Linked DNA regions of Capra hircus: region 1 is linked to region 2. A link is a contact called in public Hi-C data. All regions are on one chromosome and are shown on one strand. Each heading gives the region's core, a stretch centred on a gene start, on an enhancer-like site or on the middle of the called end of the contact. The rest is flanking DNA. Distances are from core to core; before and after follow the strand shown. Region 1 overlaps PRKCH (protein kinase C eta type). Region 2 overlaps PRKCH (protein kinase C eta type).

Evidence for each region. Hi-C and Micro-C count contacts between places; a contact is called where the count stands out from the background.
Region 1: a contact with region 2 is called in a Hi-C map of blood, with 2.5 times the contacts expected there. The contact joins two enhancer-like sites. A contact is called at or near these places in 2 of 5 Hi-C or Micro-C datasets (both in blood).

The regions. Positions count from the first base shown.
Region 1 is chr10:29,595,853-29,600,368 of ARS1.2, reverse strand. All of the region lies in intron 9 of PRKCH (protein kinase C eta type), which reads left to right. Among named protein-coding and RNA genes, the nearest start is that of PRKCH, 150 kb to the left of the region's middle. Within about 2 kb of position 2,733, at least 4 of the 5 cell types and tissues checked have an H3K27ac peak or open chromatin away from gene starts, as enhancers often do.
Region 2 is chr10:29,531,486-29,535,767 of ARS1.2, reverse strand. All of the region lies in intron 10 of PRKCH (protein kinase C eta type), which reads left to right. Among named protein-coding and RNA genes, the nearest start is that of HIF1A, 190 kb to the right of the region's middle. Within about 2 kb of position 2,182, at least 5 of the 5 cell types and tissues checked have an H3K27ac peak or open chromatin away from gene starts, as enhancers often do.

The sequences.
Region 1 (4,516 bases), core at 1,484-3,983, 64 kb before region 2:
AAGATAAGCAAATTTCAAATATTAGATAATTTAACAAGTTTGCTATGTAGAATTATGGACCCATGAATTATTGCCCCAGATTTTTTTTTCATAATACATATTACTTGCAAGTACATCATTCCATTGGCATTCTCATAAATTTCTGAAAGCATTGTAAATTCTAATAGTTTGTGAATAATTCGTTAATCTGGATCATGGCTTACAGTCTGGATCAATGCTTATACTCTTGGATCTGTTGATTTTATTTCTGATAACCTAGCCAAAGAAAGCAACATAAAGAATAAGATGTTATGCATTAATATGGTTAATTTTCAGTACATGATTTATATTAGGAAGATACTGGAAACAACCTCAGTCTTCAGCAATGGGAATCTACTTAAAAAATGTACTACTTGATGAAGGTTTTTGGCCAGTAGAGATATGATTGAATATTAAGTAGTATAACACACTAAAGTAACACACTAAAGATTGTGTGTTACTTTCAGAAGCATCTAACATATATGATTTATTCCATACAATTCTTACATCAGCCCTAGAAGATGGATACAATTATTATCTTTATTTTGCTGAGTGATAAAGTGAAGGAGGAGCTAAATTACTTGCCCCAAATTAAACAGAGTAAATGGTGGGACAAGAGATGGGAGGCCAGGGAATAGTATAGAATTTATGATAATTAGCAGTGTGAATCCATTTCAGGTTCCTCCTGGGAGAGCAACTTGGCAAACCTGTCCCCTCCTCAAAAAAAAAAAAAAAAAAAAAAAGCCAGAAAGGAAATGATGCCAGTAAACTATCAGGGACTCTCATGAAGGCAGTGGAATTATGGATGCTCTTTTTCTTCTTTGTTCTGTTTGCCAGTTCCTGCAACGTGCTTCTGTTTCTTTGTCGATGGGGTGGGGGCAGTGAGGCCTCCTGAAGCCAGGAGGGCCCAGGTCCGGCTGCTAGCCTGGGGTACACTGCCTTTCCCACCCTTTCAGGTTAAATTCACTTCACACTCCTTTCATCTTAATCAGGGACTGTTGTGGCAGCTGAGCCTGCTGGCATTTATGGCCTGGAATCCGGGTCTCCCCACCCCCAGCTCCCGGGGCTCTCCTTGGCGCTCCTGGAGCCTGGCTGAGAGCTGAGGGCCGAGACCAGGAGGAACAAAGAGGCAGCGGCAGCAGGAGGGGGAGCGGCAGAGTAAATGCTGGTCAGATGCTTGAGGCTTTGTTCAGAGACCCAGTTTGTTAGAGCAAAGGTTTCCGTTTGGAAAACAGGACACGCTGTGCCCAGTGCCCAGGCCGCGTTGGAGCCATGAGCACGTTTGTGCGCTGGTGATCTGCTGCCCTGGGTGGAGGAGGCATTACACAGAACCTCCTTTTACAAGGACAGCAGCTGGGTGCTCTTACCTCCCTACTTCTGGGGTGTCGTCAGGTGGCCCCTGCAGGGGGGTGCTCACAGAGCAGTGCAGCTGGAGTTCCTGGCAGGGGCCATCGCTTTCTCTAAGGGGCCGCACCTCAGTGTCCATCAGTAAAGCAGAAACCCTGCCTTTGAAGGGCAGGGTGGCTAGGAATCTTGTGACCCAAGTGCTGTCAGCTCACCTAACCGGTGCAAACTGACCTCAGTGCACATAAGTCACACTTAAAATATGTCTGAAGATCACCCAGCAACAGGGGTGCAGGGGAACAACCCTGAGTTGAGTTATTTTCTCTATCATTATGTTAAATATTAGCAGAGGGGTGTACGTGTCAAAGAGAGACACACACAGGAGAGATGGGCAGCAGGCTCATCCTGTTGCCCTGATGTGCATTTTTGGAATCTCGTCAGGAGGGGACTGCACTGCAGCCTTCCATAGGCGAGCTCTGGGTTCTCATCCTGGCCAGGCTAACAGCACCCTTGTCTTGAAGAAGGTCCCCTGCCTATTATCAGGCAGGAATAAAGGCAGGTTAAAAGAAAGACCATTTCTTCTTAACCTGTTTGAAACTGGGCTTCCTCCTTCCGTTGAGCAATGAGTGCCGTAAACACAATGTGGTCTGTTTATGGGTCACTTGGTATAGTTTGCCTTTGGCTCAGATCAAAATAGAAAACCAGCCAGAACGTGGTGTTTCCCAGTTGGGCATGTTCCTGACATTAATCATGTTCCCACTGGGGACAGAATGCACATGGGCCGTCTCTGGGCTCTGAATTTCTAGCGGGGGGCGGAGGGGGCTGATTTAGGACCTTTGCTTCTGTCCCCGGAGGCTTCCCAGCTTCCCGACTATCTGTGACTCAATAGGGTCGTGAAAATGAATGAGAAATAGGAGAACCCGGAGTTCTTGCTGTTCCTTTGGCTGTCTCTGCTTGGGGAGGATGCCAGAACACTTGGTGTGACCAAAGGGCTTGAAAGGGTTGGCATGTGTTTCCTTTTGAGGTTATTCAGCTGCAACTGGCCTTGTCACTAGCTGTCACCCACGGTGATGACCTAGAGATGGCCTGGACCCCCCAGCTCCAGTGTGTGGAGGCGGTTCACAGATGGTGTGTCATTTCCTTTGACTTGGCCGAGACTTGCCGGGGTCAGACTCGGCCCCTGTGTGTCTGATGACTGGCGAAGCTCTGTGGTAGGGAGCATTGGTTACGGTTTTCCCTAACCATGCCTGGGAACCTGCCAAACTATGGGTGCTCAGACCTCAGTGGGGCTCTGTTCTAAAGCTCCGGGCTGGAAGTGCTGGGAGTGGCTCCAGGCATGAGAACGTGAGGGGCTTTCTGCCAAATAGTTTAGTGACAAGTCAGCCAGTCCAGAATCACACTGATGGAGGGCAAGGGAAAGAAACAGTGTTTGCAATGCTCAGTCTGGCTGGCAAGAGGAGAGTCATACACATGGCATAGACAGTATAAGGACTGTATTTCCTCCCTGCTACAAAAGGGAAGGTAGCTGAAAAGGAGCTCTGGATTCCGGGGGAAATTTTTACCTCTGGGCCAGTCTTTCCTCAGAAGGGCAACCAGAATAGAAGACTAACAGTCCAACTAGCACCCTAGGGTGGCCTGCGGGTATTTCCCTGGGAAGCTGGGTTGGCCTTTGTCAGGACCAACTAGGACCTTGGGGCCAAGACCTAAGGCAACATCTGTGGGTGGCTGGAGCAAGCCCCTCCAGAATCATGCAGTCTAGAAACCCAACTGCACTGGGTGGAAACCATAGACTCTTGTCCTGTAGTTTTGAAATACTTGCTTTTTCCATAATTACTTCATCACTGGTCAGAACACAGCTATGTCTATCTCTTCTCAGGCTCCAGGTCGAGGGTCTCTCAGGACAAAGTCAGCTCTGTCTGTCAGTATAAACTTTGCCAGCCTGAAATTTCAGAGACTCGTCCACCAGTTGGTGAAGATCGGGGGTGTTCGTTCATTCGGCAAATGTGCACAGAGTTCCTCCAGGGTGTAGGCCCGGCTCTGAGCCCTGAGGACACGGTGGTGGACAAAGCAGGAAGGAGCCCCTTCCCTCATGGAGCCGGTGTCCTCCTGGGGAATTCGGGACCTGAGTAGCAGGTCCAGAGCAGAGAGTCACCCCTCTGTGGTGGGCTGGTCATGGTCGAATTTCTGGGATTACTTTTAGGGCAGGCTCAGAGCAGCCATCTTGTATATTCCCATCTGGTGCAGGGAATTGAAGACCTGATGGAGATTCCTGGGGGCAGTGAGGGCAACAGGCTTGGAGTCCAAAGCAGGAGGTGTCATGGCTAAGCAGCAGCTAAGCTTACTTGCCACGCTCACTATTGCTGTTGGTACAGAGTTCCTTATGCTGCTGGGAAGACTGATCTCTTCCCTGAGAGCCCCACAGGAGGCTGCAGGGACAACATTCCCTGCCCCCACCCCTATATCCATGCCTTCAGGACTGACTGCTCCTGTGCAGGGTTCCTTTTCCTGCCTTCTGAAGCCAGAGAGTACCTCGGCTCCTCTCACCAGAGACCCTCCATGCTGCAGCGGCAGAGGCTTTGGCAGGCCCTGTCTCCCCTTTAGGGCCACCCAGGGAGTTCCTGTTTCTCTGCAGCCATCCAGCTTTCAGTATATTTGCACAGCAAAAGAGCTTGCTGTATTTGGAGCTCACTCCTACTCACTTCTTTAGGATGGTCTGTGATGATGTCTTGCTTAGGTCTTACGAAGGGAGTCTTGGAACTCTTCCCAGAAACTCAATTTCATCCTTATGGTATATGATATTTTCAACATTAAAATGATGTAATGTTTAATTCCCAACCAAAACAAGAGGATAGCCCTTCCAGCAAAATGCCTGCCCTCTTCCCTACATGCATTCCCAATCCTATACCCGTGGGAAGTGCCTTATCCTTGTCCTTCCTCTCACTCATTTCAGATCTCCTTGCAAAGTGGGAAGTAGCCTGTGCCCATGAGTAGCCCAGACCTTCTGTGCTAGTGTGTGTCTACCAGTGGTGAAAGGTGGTTCAAAATGAGTTAGACACATCCAGCAAAGTAGGGAGCTGGACCTACAGACTGGTTCAGGTCACTCTTTTGGGAACCTGCGGAATTGAGATCCTGCTCGTAAACTCACCAGGGGCTT
Region 2 (4,282 bases), core at 933-3,432:
TGACCTCTCTGCCTATTTCATATTCAATTCAGGAGTCAAAGAGTGGCTTTTTTTTTTTTTTTGCTTTGGTTTTTTTGTTTAAGTGAAGATACCTATTTACCCTTAGAGTGGAAGCTGACAATAGCCACAAATGGCTCTGTGTTCTCCTCTTTCATATGTGTGTGAGCCAGGGGAAAGGATTATGCTTGGGTCCTCTCTGCTTTATAATTGCCCCTCCTAAAGTGGTGTCTTTTCCCCAGCTCCACTAAAGCAAAGAATTTGAATTTATTATATTTCAGGGCTCTTTCTTTCACCCCTGGCATCTCTCTCCAAGAGGAAAAGCACTTGGATTTTTGTAGGTTTAATTACTTTGGCACAAGGGTCCCAGTGAAGTTTATGGAACTTCATTCCTTCCCCCCAAAATAAAATAGGCTCTGAATTGGCTGGTGCAACTCACCGTGACCCATCCAAAATGCCTCCGTTTATCTCTTTGGTCAGCATCTTGTGCCAGGCGTGCGCTGAGGCTAGGGAGCAATAAGGCTCAGCCCCAGCCAAGGGGTGAGACAGGTGTATAGACAGAATGCAGCGAATGCAGTGAAGGTTGTCGGTCATAGAGCTGTGAACTGGGTGCTCTGCGGACATCAGCACAGACCTCACAGTGGGGGTTTGAGACATTTGGGCTGAGGGCAGAACTGAATCCTCAGGTTATCTTATGCTCTTAATCAACCCCCCTTATTAGTTCTAGTTGAGAGTTTTATCCTGTTAGGTAGTTCAGTTCAGTTGCTCAGTCATGTCCGACTCTTTGCGACCCCACGGACTGTAGCACACCAGGCTTCCCTGTCCATCACCAACTCCTGGAGCTTACTCAAACTCATGTCCATTGAGTCGGTGATGCCATCCAACCATGTTATCCTCTGTCATCCTCTTCTCCTCGCGCCTTCAATCTTTCCCAGCATCAGGGTCTTAGGTAGTACTTGGTATGAAACCAGCAATGGCATTTCCCTCAAGGCTGGTCCAGTTCTGAAAATGCCTAAAAGGAGACTGCAAAATCAGGACTGAGGTATAGAACTGGCCTGTCTGCCCTGGGGCATCCTATGACCAGGTGAAGTCACATCCCTAGGGCCGCTCAGTTCCTTGCCCTGAGCAGCGGGGCCATGTCCCAAGACTTCTCTGTGCAGAGGGCATTGTGATGGGCAGCGTATGAAACTGATGACAAAGCGCTTTTCCCTCCCCAAACAAGTCCTGATACCTGTGACAGCTGCTGAGTAATAAGCAGTCAAACCGCTTAGCTGGGACGTTAGTCACAAGCTCTCTTGAGCAATCTCAGGTCGGCTCTTTAGACCATTGTAAGTTTCTGTTAGCACTTGCTTCTTCTACCCAAGGAGATCCTTTCCAAGCTCTCAGCAGGCACAGTGGCTTCAGGAGATTTTAGAAATGCAGCCACCATTTCTGGCAGTGTGAGAGTCAGAGGTTTCTGAGTGTAGGACCGCACAGAGGTGGGCTGCTGGGCTGGAACATGGTGCTGATAAAGCCAGACCCGAGGCTCAGATCCGCTAAGGCCTTGATCCCTCCTGGAGCCGATGAGAAGTGGCTGGCAGATATTAGAGATGACAGTGTTTGGACTGATGAGTCCCCAGAGGAGCCAGACAACCAGGCACTAATAGGGCCTTGAGTCTGAAATCACGTCTAGAAGAACAGCTGAGACCATGCTCTTGACAGTGGCTGTGACCAGAATCCTTCCTGCTCCCCTGCAACACACACACCTGTTCTTCTGGGATCCTGCCTTCATGTGGGCTAATAAATCTTGCTCATACTGTGTGTGTGTTGAGAGGGCAGGGGAGGAGGACACGGTTTCCACAGACCAGAGCCTACTGAAAGCTTGTGTGGGAAGTGGGATTCTGCCCAGGGAAAGGGGCAGGAGGCCGACTTGGGGGCCGGGGCCGGGTCTGGTTTAGAGGTGGAGGAGCCTCGCATTGCTGAAGTGGCACCCAGCATATCTCCGCCTGTCACCCGGGAGACGCCTGAAGCATAAGCTCAGAGTGGAGGCTGGCCTGAGAAAGTGCTGCAGCTCTCATCTCGCTTATCCAGGGATTCCTGGAAAATGGGACTTGGTTCTCCTGCCTGCGTGGCTTCCAGTGACCCCTGTCTGCAGGTCCCACGTGGTCCGGCCGCATCAACTTGCAGGGCCCAGTGTGGAAACCAGTCTTGCCAGTTCTGTCATCACCTGCCTCCCCCGAGTCGCAATGTGATCCCGGGCTGGACAGCGACCAGCCTCTTCTTCCCTTGGGCCAAGCAGCCCAACAGGCCTTTATTGTCAGAGCAGAGATGGGAAGACATGGGAAAACAGAGCCACGGATGCCCCGACACAGCCCCCTGGGGATGCGAAGGCCCAGAGCAGCAGTCAGTAGCCCCCGCTGTGGAGAGGCCCAGTGAGGGGCCACCATCACTCCGCATAGCACAGCCCCGGGAGGCCACGGCTACTGCAGCTTCCCACCTGGCAGTTGACTGCAGACCTCCAGGTCAGGGTGGTCGTCTAGCATCACTGCTGGCTGGGCAGCCTCCTTCCCTGCTAAGCCAGTGTGGTTGCCTCCGAGCACATCTTTCCTTCAAAGATCAAAGGATAGAGTTTGTCGCCCTGTAGGCAGGGCTGCTCCCCCAATCCTCCCCCAAGGCTAGACTGAGAGGCCCACAATAGGATGTAGGTGTGTGGGACTCTTTCCCAGCTTGCCATGGTGCCAGCTTCCCTCTGTTTTGATGCCTGGTAGGTGTGGCAATGGGAGACAGTTGGTGCCAGAAGCCTATGTCGGGGAGGGGGTGTTTAGGAGCACTGCCTTTCATTTGCAGACAGTTTTATTGACATTTGACCCATGTTCCTACTTCTGTCAATACCCTTCACCAAGCAGTTCTGCTGCTGGAAACTCACTTCCCTTGATTCTGCCCTTCCAGGTTAGGGGAGGGAGGGTGAGTGCTTTGCCTTGCACTCACTGTAATTTCTGAGGTTTCTATGTATCTGGGCTATACCCAAACAAACCCTGTTCTCACTTCTGTTTTGCTTTTCCCTGGTCATTAATGTCCCCACTAACCCACTGAATCTAAGGCAGAAACCCGGGAGTCATCAGTTCTGCTGCTGCTTCTCCTCATCTACCTCTAAGTGGTTATCAGGCCTTAATCCTGATAGTCTTTTCCCAAGCACTGCTGATTGATCCCTACTTTCCATTCCATCTGTCACTGTCCTAGTTCAGCTCTTAACATCTCTTCCCTGGACTCTCTCAGCTTCCCTCTAGCTGATCTTTTCTCATCAGCTGGAAAACTTAGTTAGAGAGCTTCAGTGGGTCATGTTTGCCTAATATCTAAGCATCAGAATTCCTTGGTGTGGTATGCAGGGCCCTTCACAGTATGGACTTAACTCGGTGTTCTAGCCCTGGCATTTTGATGGCCCCAGTGTTTCATGTGAGTCCTCGTATGCCACATGGGGTTCCTGAGCCCACCTCATCTCTGCTCTTGCTCTGTGCACTGGCCCTGTCCACCTGCCCACGGTGACCGTCTCATACCACTTCCCACCTGGAAGACTGACTCACACTGTAAGACCCAGCTCAGTTTCTGCCTCTACTGTGGCACAGACCTCTGTCCTGCCGCTAATAGGAATGAATTGTTCCTTCTTATTTTTCTCTCACAGCACGTGGTTCCTACTTCTCTCATGCCATTTGTATTACACAACAGTTGGTTCTGTCTTCCTCCCCCATCACTCTCCTTTCCTCTTTCCCCCAATATATGTGTGTATGTATACACACATATTTATGTATCTACACACACACACACACACTCATCTATGTGTATATACTTTGAACAAAGATTTATTGAGTGCACTATGCTAGGCACAGTGTGAACCAGATGCATCTGATGCCTCCTCCATGGAGCTGACAGTCTGGTGAATATCTGTCTCCCAAACACACAGTGCGGTCCTTAGGGAGAAGGGTCATCTTGCTCTTGATGCCCATCACAGTGTGTGCCGCACAGTGGCCACGTGCTCTAGGACTTCACCGAGCGAAGGCCAGTGGGCAGAGATAGATGCCACAGAACAGGGTGTAGGGTGGGTGGATGTCTCCTGTATAGGTGGTCAGTGGGAAGCCTGGCAGTCACATTGTCAGTTTTTAATGGGCAGCCTGTGTTTTGATATGTGGTTAGCCCATTCAGATGGAACCATCATCCAGGACTACGAGGCAGATTTCAAGAGTGGATCTCAATCTGTTATCCACATAACACAAAGAAGTGTGTCCCCTTTGAAGGGTGGGTGCAGAAAGCT